3 separate regions of the Sus scrofa genome follow, and all the other regions are linked to region 3. A link is a contact called in public HiChIP or PLAC-seq data. All regions are on one chromosome and are shown on one strand. Each heading gives the region's core, a stretch centred on a gene start, on an enhancer-like site or on the middle of the called end of the contact. The rest is flanking DNA. Distances are from core to core; before and after follow the strand shown. Region 1 holds the start of LEMD2 (LEM domain-containing protein 2). Region 2 holds the start of WDR46 (WD repeat-containing protein 46). Region 3 holds the start of BAK1 (bcl-2 homologous antagonist/killer).

What was found. HiChIP or PLAC-seq counts read pairs in DNA pulled down with a chosen protein or histone mark.
Region 1: an H3K27ac HiChIP or PLAC-seq map of skeletal muscle shows a contact between it and region 3, with 6 times the contacts expected there. The contact joins the promoter of LEMD2 here to the promoter of BAK1 in region 3. A contact is called at or near these places in 2 of 5 promoter capture datasets (fetal skeletal muscle and liver), 11 of 47 Hi-C or Micro-C datasets (embryonic fibroblasts, fetal heart ventricle, heart right ventricle and 6 more) and 2 of 2 datasets of contacts at active chromatin or transcription factors (alveolar macrophages and skeletal muscle).
Region 2: an H3K27ac HiChIP or PLAC-seq map of skeletal muscle shows a contact between it and region 3. The contact joins the promoter of WDR46 here to the promoter of BAK1 in region 3. A contact is called at or near these places in 1 of 5 promoter capture datasets (liver), 5 of 47 Hi-C or Micro-C datasets (alveolar macrophages, blood, liver and 1 more) and 2 of 2 datasets of contacts at active chromatin or transcription factors (alveolar macrophages and skeletal muscle).

Annotation. Positions count from the first base shown.
Region 1 is chr7:29,995,392-29,999,352 of Sscrofa11.1, reverse strand. It overlaps LEMD2 (LEM domain-containing protein 2), which reads left to right and starts at 2,276. Exons shown (of 9, transcript XM_005665892.3): 1 at 2,276-3,192. The coding sequence starts at 2,385.
Region 2 is chr7:29,650,926-29,655,339 of Sscrofa11.1, reverse strand. WDR46 (WD repeat-containing protein 46) reads left to right here and starts at 1,773. Exons shown (of 15, transcript XM_005665882.3): 1 at 1,773-2,160; 2 at 2,256-2,471; 3 at 2,581-2,661; 4 at 2,792-2,904; 5 at 3,028-3,115; 6 at 3,251-3,312; 7 at 3,582-3,686; 8 at 3,808-3,958; 9 at 4,075-4,210; 10 at 4,400-4,414. The coding sequence starts at 1,960. PFDN6 (prefoldin subunit 6) reads right to left here and starts at 1,661. Exons shown (of 5, transcript NM_001185179.1): 1 at 1,649-1,661; 2 at 1,353-1,498; 3 at 1,086-1,156; 4 at 879-1,003; 5 at 395-625. The coding sequence starts at 1,416. The coding sequence ends at 496.
Region 3 is chr7:29,814,043-29,818,052 of Sscrofa11.1, reverse strand. It overlaps BAK1 (bcl-2 homologous antagonist/killer), which reads left to right and starts at 2,708. Exons shown (of 7, transcript XM_021098603.1): 1 at 2,708-3,111. LOC100156231 (gametogenetin-binding protein 1-like) reads right to left here and starts at 2,003. Exons shown (of 7, transcript XM_005665887.3): 1 at 1,051-2,003; 2 at 446-561; 3 at 1-20. The coding sequence starts at 1,511. It overlaps LOC102162214 (a long non-coding RNA gene), which reads right to left. Exons shown (of 4, transcript XR_002345648.1): 4 at 2,577-4,010.

The DNA of each region.
Region 1 (3,961 bases), core at 1,027-3,526, 180 kb before region 3:
CCCCACCAATGTGGCGGTTCAGCATGGAGACCTGCTTCAGACATGGGTGCAGCCCAGCATAAGAGCTGCACCCTCTCAAGTTGGGCAGCAGGAAACAATGGCCTGCGGAAAACAACTGCCTGCCAAGCTTAGCCACCTACAAGGATTAACCGCCCTCTGTCATGGGCGCCCCTGCCCCCTCCCTTGACCTTCCCCTCTTTCTTTGTTGATCCTGCCACAAGTTCCCTGCTAGGAACACCAGCCACAGTTCCTTTACAAGCCTAGCATCTCCTCACAGTCGGGGCTGGTGCCATCTTGAGCTCAGCCCCGTCCCCCTCTGATGCCTTAATAAATCTCTCTTGCTTTGCTAACTTGGCCTTGCACGTTCCTCCCTCAGCAAACCTAACAGCAGGGAGTTCTGGAGAAAAGAGACCGGAGACCTGGGAAGACCCTGGACTCCTGAGAGTTTTTTCTGCTTTTTTCAGTCTGATCATGAGGCTTCTCTTCAGAGGGGGAAGAAGGGAAGTAGCGAGTGGTGGTGCATTACACCGGCACCCAGCCAGACAAGGCCAAGGACTGCCTAGTCACTGCCACCATGAAGGCAGAGGTGGGCCACCTGGGGTGGGGTGGGGGGAGCACTGCACTGGATGGGTTCTAGGCTGGAGCCACAACAACAGGGCTGGGTGGGGCTGGGGGAAGGCTGGGGGGTCACTTGGGGCTTGGTGTGTACAGCAGCCCAGACCCCCAAACCCAAGGAAGACTGACAAAACCCACACTGGGGACCCCTGGGGGTGGGTTCTATTCAGTATGTTTTTAAATCGCCCCAAACCCACTGCATTGAAATAGACCATAACTCTGCCAAATGCTGCAAGGTGAAGTCTGTTTAAGCATCAGTTTCAAGCCCTCTTAGAATTCACAGGGCCGGTATTGATGCTGAAAGGCTCATTCTTTATATATTGAACTGCACAGCTGCAAGGAGTTGCACAAATGTTACCAACCCATTTGTCATGCAAACAGTGCTTCAGAAAGAAATAAAATACTATTATGTGGTATATGTGTTAGGCAATCACTATATCAAATTCATGGCATTCCGTGCAAACACTGGCAGAGAAAAAGAAAACAACACTTGGTGAGAGAAATCGCACCACATGGGAGCAGCTAAGTCAGGGGTGATGGGGAGGCTACCTCGGGAGGCTGACCAAGCCCAGGCTGTAATTTTACCCGCAAGGTGGCCAGTGATAAATGCGCCGATAGAGCAAGGGGCGGGAATGCAAACGCTGGCAGAGACCTTGCCCAGGACGGGTTCAAAGGGACGGTAGGGGAGGCGGGGAGATTGCGGGAAGGAGCGACCTGCACTGGAGGTAGAAATGGAATGGAACCCTTGAGGCCGACAGTAAGTGTTTGAGAAAGGCAGTCGATGAGGAATGCGATGAGGAATGCGGAGGCAGAAGGAAGCCCACGACACATAGCCTTATTCCATTTGTCATCACGCCCCATGACTCCCGCAGCTGCAGCGGCTTCTCTGCCGAGAGCCTCGGGAAGCACACAGCGCAGGCTCCACGCGGCACCAGTGTCAAGTGTAAACACCCGGGCACACGTGCCAGCCACGTTCCGAGAACATATCACCTCTCCTCATCCTTGCCTCCTGGAGGCTGGAAATGTCAACTGGATACGAACGCACGTCTAATGGTGCAGCTGGGAGCGAGAACTCTTAACTCTACACTTCTCTCCTTTGAAAACCCCACCGCTGGCCACGCGGCCTCCTCCCAGGGGCACACTGCTCCTCTGCCCACGATGGGACGTCCCTGGCTGAGGGCGGGGCCCGCAACGCCGGGGCTTTGCGAGGCGTGAGCACAGCTGGGGTCCACTCCCCGACCCAGAACCCCTCCCTGAGCGCGCTGGTCCCCAGACAACCGGAGCAAGGGATTTTGCAAGCCACTCTCTGCATCAAGTAATTCATCCGTTAAAACAACGTGACTTATTACTCAATAAGTACTATGGAAAGGGACTGCGCAAGGGACGGAGGATTCAGAGATAAAGATCACTTGGTCTTACAGAGGAGAAGGACTGGGCAAAGTGAGGAATAAAAGAGGAAAACAAAAACAAAACCCTTCCAAACACTCAGACCTCCCCAACATGGCGACCTTAGAGGCGGAGTCTGGCCTCCCCTTCCCGGTTCGCCAATTAGGCAGGCGCAGACCTTCTCAACATGGCGTCTCGGAGGCGGGGTCTGGTCGCGTCATGGACGGCCCACTGGGCAGGCGCAGACCTTCCAAACATGGCGGAAACACCGCCCTTCCCATCATGGCGCGGGGCCCCGCCCGCTCCGCCGCGGCCGCCGGCGGGAACAGTTCCGGGTGCGGTGCTGTGAGCGCCGGGGCCGGGCAGGGGGCGGTGTCCTGGCCATGGCCGGCCTGTCGGACCTGGAGCTGCGGCGGGAGCTACAGGCCCTGGGCTTCCAGCCGGGACCCATCACCGACACCACCCGGGACGTCTACCGCAACAAGCTGCGCCGCCTGCGGGGCGAGGCCCGGCTGCGCGGCGAGGAGCGGCTGCGGGAGGAGGCCCGGGCGCGGGGCGAGGAGCGGCTGCGGGAGGAGGCCCGGCTGCGCGGCGAGGAGCGGCTGCGGGAGGAGGCCCGGCTGCGCGGCGAGGAGCGGCTGCGCGAGGAGGCCCGGCTGCGCGAAGAGGCGCCGCTGCGCGCCCGCCCGGCCGCCGCCTCCCTTCGGTCGGAGCCCTGGCTCTCCTCACCGGCCTCGGGCTCGGCCTACGCGCCTTCCGGGGCCTATGGCGACCTCGGGGTCTCCCCGCCCTCCTGGTCCGGGAGCCGCGGCCTCGCCTACTCCTCCCGCCCTGCGCCGCTCAGACGCCGCGCTTCGGCCCGGGGCAGCTCGGAGGAGGACGAGGACTCCCGGACGCCCGATAGGGCGGCGCCGAGCCCGGGCCACGGAGTCCGCCGCTGGTGGGCCTCGGCCCCGACAACGGCGCGGCCGTCCTCCGCCCTCTTCAGCCCCGACCCGCGCCCGGGCCTGCGACCGACGAGAGCGAGTCCCACGGGCGCGGCGCGGGCCCGGCCCGAGGTGGGGCGGCGGCTGGAGCGCTGGCTGTCGCGGCTGCTGCTCTGGGCCAGCCTGGGGCTGCTGCTCGCCTTTCTGGGCATCCTCTGGGTGAAGATGGGCCAGCCCTCGGCGCCGCAGGAGGCGCGAGACAGCAGTACGTCCCTGGCCGGCGCAGGGGAGGGCCCTGGTCGCGCGCGTGCCCCCCGGGACGACCCGTCCTCAGCGCCAGGCCGCACACCCCACACCTGTCAGATGCCTGTTAACCTCCAGACTGTGGCTCTCCTTCCTCCAGCCGTGGGAGGAGTGACCAGGATCCCTGGATCCGCAGTCATTTCTGTCACCTTTCTCCTGTTCGCATTTTCTGTCCCAGCTCTGCCTACTAATCTCCCTTTCAACCACGTGCTGGAAGCACCCTTTCTGGAGTCACTTTTCCTTTTCCCTCTCCAGAGCCAACCCTCTAACACATCCCTCTAACAGATCCACCCGTCCCTGCTTAGTTCTTTGATCCCTTCTGTTTTCTTGCTCATTCACACATCAGCGCCCATTGGAAGGCACCTTACGTGTCACTACTCAGGGATAGATCTGGTTGGGGACCCCACTTTGCAGCACCAGAAAGGCTGCACGCTCTACTTCTTTGGACCACAGGACTCATTTGCCAAAAGGAGGTTATTCTAGCCCTGCCCATGAGACAGGTGTGGAAGAACCTTTGAAAGAGTTTACAGTGATGTACACGGTGGCATCTGTCATTGTTTGCAGCGCCCTCATGGAGTGTGCCAAAAGAGAGTCCTGCATCTCAAGGGTGTTCCCAGCCATGCCTCTGTCCACACTTACTGGATAAGACACACCAATAAGAAAGCTGTGGGGTACTCTATGCTAACCAATAGTTTAGGATTTGTGTGTTTCCTAAAAGGGAAATTTGCTTC
Region 2 (4,414 bases), core at 524-3,023, 160 kb after region 3:
ATTCAAGCAAATTCTAAGAAAAAAAGACTAAAACGAATTAGAGGGATGCCAGGGCTATTTTGAAGATGATGGGAAATCAGCAGGGAGGGTCCCCATGTTTCATTCTGGGGTCACAGCTTAGAAAATTCTGAGTTCAATTAAACTCACTTTACCCAAAACCACTGCATTGCAAATGCCCTTCTCATGTTTCCAACCAGGATAATGGAGACCTAAGGGCTGCATATACAGGAAAAATGAGATTTGAGATATTTCATATTTCAGTCTCAATAAAGAAGGCTTACTCGGCCTCAGAGTGCCCAGTTGCAAGAGTCTGGACCTGAGGGAGTCACAGAAGCGATAAACATATAAGGGGAGAAGGGACCAGGGGAAAAGGTGGAGATGATTACAACAGAAGTGGCTGGTGAGAAAACAGCCAGGTGTTTTCACATTTTATTCACTACAGTAGAGACCCTTGAGCTGCCTCATTCCCACCCCCTCCCTCCCCCCTCCACAGGGTCAGGCCTTCCCAGGAGCCCCTGCCTTGGCTGCCTGGGCCCGCTGGAACTCCTGCTGCAGCTGAGCCAGGGTCTCCCTCTGTTGCTCTGACTGGCGCTCCAGTTCCCGGAGTTGGGATTCGTATCGCTTACTGAGGAAGACAGAACACCAAAAACGGTGAGGTCTTAATGAGACTTACTGCTGAGGATGCTGAAGGCAGGAAGGAGATTGGTGGGGAACGTGAGATCCAAGGGAGGGAGGAGAAGAGGGGTTAAAAGGAAAGCGGCTGGAGGAACTGGGTGGTGGTGGTGGTGGGAACAGCTCTGGAAGCTACTCTACAAGGCTTTCTCAACACGTCTTCCACCGTGGCATGTCTGTCAGAAGGTGCTGGAACAAAGACTCACATTTCAGCTGTGATGTAGTCCAGCCTTTTCCCCACTGTGGCTCGAGCCTCTCCCAGCTCCTGTTTGACCAGCACGGGACCCAGAAGTTTAAAGACCACGTTGGATCCATCCAGCAGGGCCAGTTCCTGATGGAGGGGCAGGACATCTGTGATCAGAAACATTGCCAGGACAAGTTCCCTCCTCGCCCCACAAATCCTGTGCTCTCACCTCCTTCACGATATTATTTTCTGTTAGTTGTGCTTCTAGTTTCTGCCTCCCTGACATGGACTTACTCAAGTCTGGCGGGTGGGAGGGAAGACTTGATTAAAGACATCAGATATGCCACCCAATCCCTACCGTCCTGGTGAGAAATGGAGCGACAAGGACGGGAACACCATGGAGGTGGGGAAGGGGCACGGGTGGGATGGAGAGGGGCAGGACGCATCTTGTAAGGCTTCGGGTAGTGAGAGAACCGGGACAACCCCGTTCCCCTACCCTTCTGTAGCTGTTGATATTTCTCCACTTCTCCCTGTAGCTTCTTCTGGATCAGCTCAGCCATGGCGAGGACGAAACTCCGCGGGAAGAGGGAGAGGGGCGCTGGGTTGCACACTCTGGAAGGTACCCGAGCTCCCCTTTCCGGCCTGCGGAAATGACAGCCCTCTTGAGAAGCAGCCCCTCGGGGCACCGCAGTCTCCCCCCGTCCGAGATATCGACTCCACCCCTGCTCTAGGCGGCAGCGGGGGAAAAGAGACCCCAGAGCCCTCAACCGAACGCCTGCTCTATCTACTCACGTTCTTCTTTCAGTGTTGGTGAACCCGGAAGTAAACAGAGAATGCTGGGAAGAGACGGCGCCGGAAGCTCTCGTCTGACGCATGCCGGGAACTGTAGTTCTCACTTGTTAGACGAGTGGCGTTTTTCTAAAAGGCTGGACTCGGAACGTTCTAGGCAACATGCGGAAACGAAGCTGGAAAAAGGAACTGCACAGTCAACTTGAGTCCTGGCTCCGGACCACCTCTCTTTCATTACTCAAGCATAAACTGCCTCACGGGGGCGGGGCCAAGGTCTGCCCCCCACCTCACTGGAGAGAGCGCCCTCACCCAAGATGGCGCCTCGAGGGCTTCGAACCTGGGGCGGAGCTGATTGGATGAGGGCCGGAAGACTTCCGGGAGTTTTCAATCCGACTGTGGGACAGCTGAGAGGAGTTTGCACGTGTGTCGCGGTTCGGGTGGGCTTGATGGAGACAGCCCCCAAGCCTGGCAGTGATGTCCCGCCCAAGAAGGACAGACTTCAGGCCAAGAGAAAGGTAGAGACCTCCTTGGGTTGAAAGGAAAGTTTTTGGCTGAGGGGTTGGAGGGGCGGGGAGGAGGCAGCGGAATATCAGGGGTCCTGATCTGCCAGCAGAAACCTCGGCGATACTGGGAGGAAGAGACCGCTCCGACAGCTGCCGGAGCCTCTCCGGGTCCCCCTCGTAAACAGAAGAAGAATCGAGAGGCCCGCCCTCAGAAGCCAAAGAACGCTCCCATCCAAAAGAAGTCTCGGTTCCCCAAGAAGCCCCAGGTCCCAAAGAAATCCCAAGAATGGAGGAGTCCAGGCCCTCAGCGGAGCTTGTCTGGGGTGAGCCTGGGACCTTATACGGTGGCGAGGCAAGTCTCCTCGTGCTTTGAGGGTACGAGAGTTGGGATCAACCCGAGCCTGTTTACTAATTGCCCCATTCCTGTCCCAGGCCCAGGACCCGTTTGCAGGCCCCGCCCCTGTCCCTGTGGAGGTAGTTCGAAAGTTCCGTCGCATCGACAAATCCAAAAAGGTGAGAACCGGTCGGAGAGTGGGGAGGAGTTGCAGGCAGGGAGTGTCTGGGTGAGCTGGATGGAGGCGCGGTCAGGTGGCTCTCCTGTAACCCCCATACTCGCCCATTCCTCTCCCACCAATGATTGTAGCTGCCCCGTTCCAAGTCCAAAGCCCAAAGCCGGCTTGATGCTGCTGAAGCTGAGGAAGAGGAAATAAGCGTCAAAGCTGCTCGTTCTGAGCTGCTGCTGGCTGAGGAACCTGGGTAAGTGGACCGTAATGTGGGCCTCCCCAGCTCCTGGTTTATGAGGCTCTCATTTCTCACTTTTATGTTGATACACTGACTTCACATCGGAAAGCTGAATGCAACCCTGACATTCACTGGCAGGTTTCTGGAAGGTGAGGATGGGGAGGACACAGCAAGGATACGCCAGGCTGACATCGCAGAGGCTGTGGATATTGCAAGTGCAGCCAAGGTGAGCCTGAGGGTGTAAAAGGATCCAGCGGGCTGACTGGGGTGCAGAGCAGGATGGAAGTGGGGCTAGAAGAAAATATTACTGAAGGGACCCAATTTTTTTCTTTCTTTTTTTCTCCGCTATTCCCTTTTCCAGCACTTTGACTTGAACTTGAGGCAGTTTGGACCCTACAGGCTGAATTACTCTCGAACAGGGAGGTAAGGTTGACTTCCAGTGATTTGAACTAGGGTGTGGTTGAGTCTCCTTCATTGCTGCAGCCTTGCCCACCCCTGACGCGTTGTGTGCATGTTTGGGTGTGTATATACCTATGTGTACATACATGAGCGTACATTTGGGCTGTTGATGTGGGAGACTCTTGTGACCTGCTCGCGTGTGAGGGTGAGCGTGGAGGGAAGCTGGTGAGGGCAGACCTCAGAGGCAGGGTGCTCCCTGTACTGACACCCTGCCTGTCCTCCACCTCCAACAGGCACCTGGCTTTGGGAGGGCGACGGGGTCATGTGGCCGCCCTCGACTGGGTGACAAAGAAGCTTATGTGCGAGATCAACGTCATGGAGGCGGTGCGGGACATCCGGTCCGTGGGCTCTGGTGGTGGTGGTGGTGATGGCGGCGGCGGTGGGTGGTGAGACAGCCCATCCCCGACTGAGTGACTGCCAGTGACTCTCTGTCACCCCCACCACTCCTGCTCCTCCTAGGTTTCTGCACTCAGAGGCACTGCTTGCTGTTGCTCAGAACCGTTGGCTTCACATTTACGACAACCAGGGCATCGAGCTCCATTGCGTCCGCCGCTGTGACCGCATCACCCGGCTTGAGTTCCTGCCCTTCCACTTCCTCCTGGCCACGGCTGTGAGTGGCTGTGGAGCACAGGGCCGGGGTGGCAGCCCCCCATGAAGACTGATCCTCCCCTGGGACCCAGTAGAGGGAGCCCAGTGGGCAGCTGGGACTCATCCTTTCTCTCTCAGTCAGAGACAGGGTTTCTGACCTACTTGGACGTGTCAGTGGGCAAGATCGTGGCAGCTCTGAACGCCCGGGCTGGACGGCTCGACGTCATGACCCAGAACCCTTACAATGCCATCGTCCACCTCGGACACAGCAACGGTCGGTCCTTGGCTGAATCTTGATCGTCCTCCTGACCTGCTGTTCTAGATTTGTACTTAACAAGTCCCCGAAACTCAAACTGCCCCTTTACTTTCCTCTCGTGTTACCTCTTGGCCTCCAGTCCCCTCTTTCCCCAGTTTAGTTGCCTCAGCGCCCTCTTAGTAACTTGAGCTCTTCTCTGATATCCAGGGACTGTGTCTTTAT
Region 3 (4,010 bases), core at 1,459-3,958:
GGAGGCCAGCCTGAGTTCTCCTGTGGAGGGGTGGTGGTCACTGACACGTGGACAGAAGTGAGAGGCAGCCCAGGCCTGGCCCAGGTCACAGAGGGATGAGGAGGGCTGAGCTGAGGGTGTGGTTTCCCTATTTTCTTAAGCAAACACCTGCTGTGTGCCAGGCACAGTTCTGGGCGCTTCTCAGAGAACTTCTCATTTGATCCTTGCAGCTGCCTGCTGAAATAAGCAGTTCTAGTCCCATTTTACAGATGAGGAAACTGAGGCACAGAAAAGCTGAGCGACTTGCTGCCATCACACAGCTTGGCCTAGTGGCGCTGGGACTCAGACCCAGGCCGCCTTCCTCTGGCCTTCCCTCAGATTGCTCCTGCCCTTCTGGGCCCTGTGCCCAGAGGAGTCAATTCTGTCCATGTCTGGTACCTCCCCTGCCTGTGGCCGCCACACTCACCGTCAAGCAGACACTCCTCCTCCTCTCTGGCCAAGGCCTTGGGGCTGACCTCCAGTGGCCCCGCAGCCCTCTGCAGGCATCCTTGATCCACCTCCAAGGCTTGGGCAAAGCGGCCCCTGATCCCAAAGCACAGTCAGGTGGAAGTGGCAGGTGCAGCCCAGAGATGCGGTGGAAGCCCCCCTAACCCCCCACCCCAAGGTTCTCCCACAGGCCCCACTTAGCCTACTCCCCCCTCCTGCACAGCCCTCTGGGGTCCATCAGAGAGATGACGATGCTCCCCCAAAGTAAAGGGAGGGGCGCCAAGTCCAAGTGAACTTGGAAACCAGAAGAAGGGGGAGGGGAGACAGGGAAGGGGGCCCATAAAGGAGCTGGGGAGCACTGGGACCCTGCTCACCCTACACACACCCTTCCCAGGGCCCGGCCTGTCCTCCTGTCCTTTGGGGACCTCCATCCCCAAGCCCTCACTGGTGGAGGACCCAGTCTGCTTCCCCACCCCCACCTCTCCAGTCCTTCTCCCATTCGGACCCTCCCAGCTCAGGCCCACACCCTCCCTTCTGCCTTCCAGGAGGCTCCCAGGTCCCTGCTGCCCAGAGCCCACCTCTCACCTGTCTGAGGTCCCCGTGTCCCCCAAGGCCGCGCCTGCCACCTCCTCCTCTTCCCTTTCGTCCATCTCAGACAGGCTGCCCAGCGCCTCCTGGCCTCCTCTGCGTGGATCTGACCTTACTTCTACACCCCGGGCCACCACCCTCAGGACCTGCACAGGGGTGGGGGTCTGGGCCCCCGCATCCCCTAGCTCCAGCCCCGAGGGACTAGTTCGTGGCAGGGCCACAGCGAGGGTACAGGGCAGCGAGGCAGGTGGCCAGGATTCCTTCTGCCCCGCTGCTCCGTGACAGCCAGTCATCAGGGGGGTGGCGTCCTGCTCTTGCAAGGGGCACGGCTGACCCCCCACCAGGGCCTGGTCTGAGCTCTCTGGGCTGCCCTTGCCCCCCACCAGGCTACGGAAAAGGCGGAACATGGACGAGCGGCCCAGATTATGGGCCCGAGGGGTTGGGGCTGGGGCCTCCATCCTGAAGGGGACCTGACTCAAGAGGGAAGGGCCGCAGCAGCTACTGGGACCAACTGCTTAAGAACAGAGGGGGTTGGAAACTTCCCAGAGTTCTAGAAGGCGAAGGCGGGTTGGGGGTGGGGGCAGAGTGTGCCCGGGGGTGGGGGTGGGGGTGTCAATGCAGCACCCCGAGGGTGGGGGTTGGCGAGGCTCCAGGAGACGCAGAGGTGGGGACCCCAACTCTGAGAATGGGGCACACAGCTCTCCCCACAGCCTGTCCTCCTCTGGCTGTGGCTGCTGGTCCAGGAGGGTGGGAGTGTGTGTCCTCCCACCCCTCCCTTCACAACCAGTCTCATCGGCCCTCTGCATGTCCACGTCTACCTGCCTATCACCTGCAGGGTTTCTACCTCTGCAGCCATCGAGGAGCTTGGTACACAGGCCTCAACTGTACGTGGAACTTCAATCTTTTTTTTTTTTTTTTTTTTTTTTTTAGGGCCGTACCTGTGGCACATGGAGGTTCCCAGGCTAGGGGTTGAATCGGAGCTGCAGCTGCTGGCCTATGCCACAGCCCCAGCAATGCAGGATCCTTAGCCCACTGAGCAAGGCCAGGGATCAAACCCACATACTCATGGATACTAGTCGGGTTCTTAACCTGCTGAGCCACAATGGGAACTCCGTGGAATCTCAATTTCATCTTATTATGCCCATGGCACTTACATGTCTGATTATAAACCCCGCTCAGTGACCTTGGCGGAGGTTCCTTAAAGCAGCCGAGTCCCAGTTCGTTCATCTGTAAAATGGATGTGGTCACCGCACCTACTTCCAAGGGTGGTTGAGACTGTTCAGTGAGGATGGTTTAAAGTGCCCAGCACTGGAGTTCCCGTCGTGGCGCAGTGGTTAACGAATCCGACTAGGAACCATGAGGTTGTGGGTTTGATCCCTGCCCTTGCTCAGTAGGTTAAGGATCCGGCATTGCCGTGACCTGTGGTGTAGGTTGCAGACGCGGCTTGGATCCCGTGTTGCTGTGGCTCTGTCCTAGGCCAGTGGCTACAGCTCCGATTGGACCCCTAGCCTGGGAACCTCCATATGCCGTGGGAGCGGCCCAAGAAATAGCAAAAAGACGAAAAAAAAATAAAAAAAAATAAAAAAATAAAGTGCCCAGCACACAGCAGGGCTTCACAAACCTCACCAGCCTGGCTTTCTTGCTGATACCGACGGACAGAAGTGGGGCAAGATCAAGGAGGAGGACAGGGAACCCGGGTGGGAAAAGCCGTGGGTGGGGACACTCGGCAGGGGTGGGAGCCGCGCTCTCCGCCCTGAGCCCAGCCCCAGCCCCGTGCTGCAGGCTTCAGCGGCTGCATCCGGCGGCCGCAGAGCAACTTCCTCTAGAGGGAGCTGATTGGAGCGGGAGCCGCCGGCACCTCTATGATCGCCAAAGCCTCGCGGGTCCCGAAGGCCGCGCTGGGACCAGCCCAGGCTGCATCCTGACACCAGGAACTCACTGGCGCCCGTCTCTGGAGGCCGAGCCTGGGTACCTTACCCTGGGAGTGGCCACTGGCCACTGGGATCACCGGCCTCCGCCCTGCTGAGCCAACCCAGGCCTGGGCCAGGGTCTGGGCAGGTAAGCCGGGAGGGTCCCGCCTGTGCTCCCCACGCCTGGGAGCTCCGGGCCGGGGGTAGGTGAGGGAGGCAGGGGGCTGGGGGGGGAAGGCCTCAGGCTCCCCCCAACCCCCGGGACTCCACCGAGCCCTGTTCGGGGCCTGATCCACCCGGGGCTCCCTCTGGCCACCCCTCAGGCAGCTTCCCCTCTCACCCTGGCCCTAGGGGCCCGAGAATCGGGTGTCAAAGAACCAGGCTCTTTAGCAGTCTGGGGGATGGGGGGGGAGGTCAGAGCCAAGGTCAAGGGCACGGGGAGAACTTACAGCCTCCCTGCTGCCCCAGGAGACCTAAGAGCGGTCTAGAGTCAGGCACCTCCCCTGGGGAAGCATCCTGGCCACCCTCCTCCCCTGGGCAGACCCCACAAGTGGGGAACTCAGAGTACCAGGAAGTCAGGTGCTTGGAGGGGGCAGGGGTAGACCCAGATCAGCAAGGCCTGGGGCCTTGGGGCTGCTCTGAGGCGCCAACTTCTCCCCAGCTCTGAGCCCGAGGGTGGCAGGGGTGCTGTCAGCATCCTCCAGCCCTGCAGTCCTGGGGGCACCAAGGGAGCCAGAAGGGCACCTTGTTCAGGAGGAGGCTGCTGGGATGGGTGCATGCCAGGCCAAGGTCGGTCTTCCCCAGGTGGCACTGGGTGGAGGAGGGGAGGCACAGGTGGTCCGGACCGTCCCCACCCTTCTTTCTGCTGCTTTCGAAAGTAGCCCCAGGCCTGAGAGGGAGGGGTGGGCGGGGAGGGTGCACTGACTGGTCCTCCCAGGGAGCTGGCCCAGGGTAGGGAGGGGCCTCCCTGGGGCGGGAGGAGGGACCTCTGCCTGGGTGATGGAGGCAGCTTTGGGGTGGAGGGAAGTGAAGGGGTGCAAACTGAAA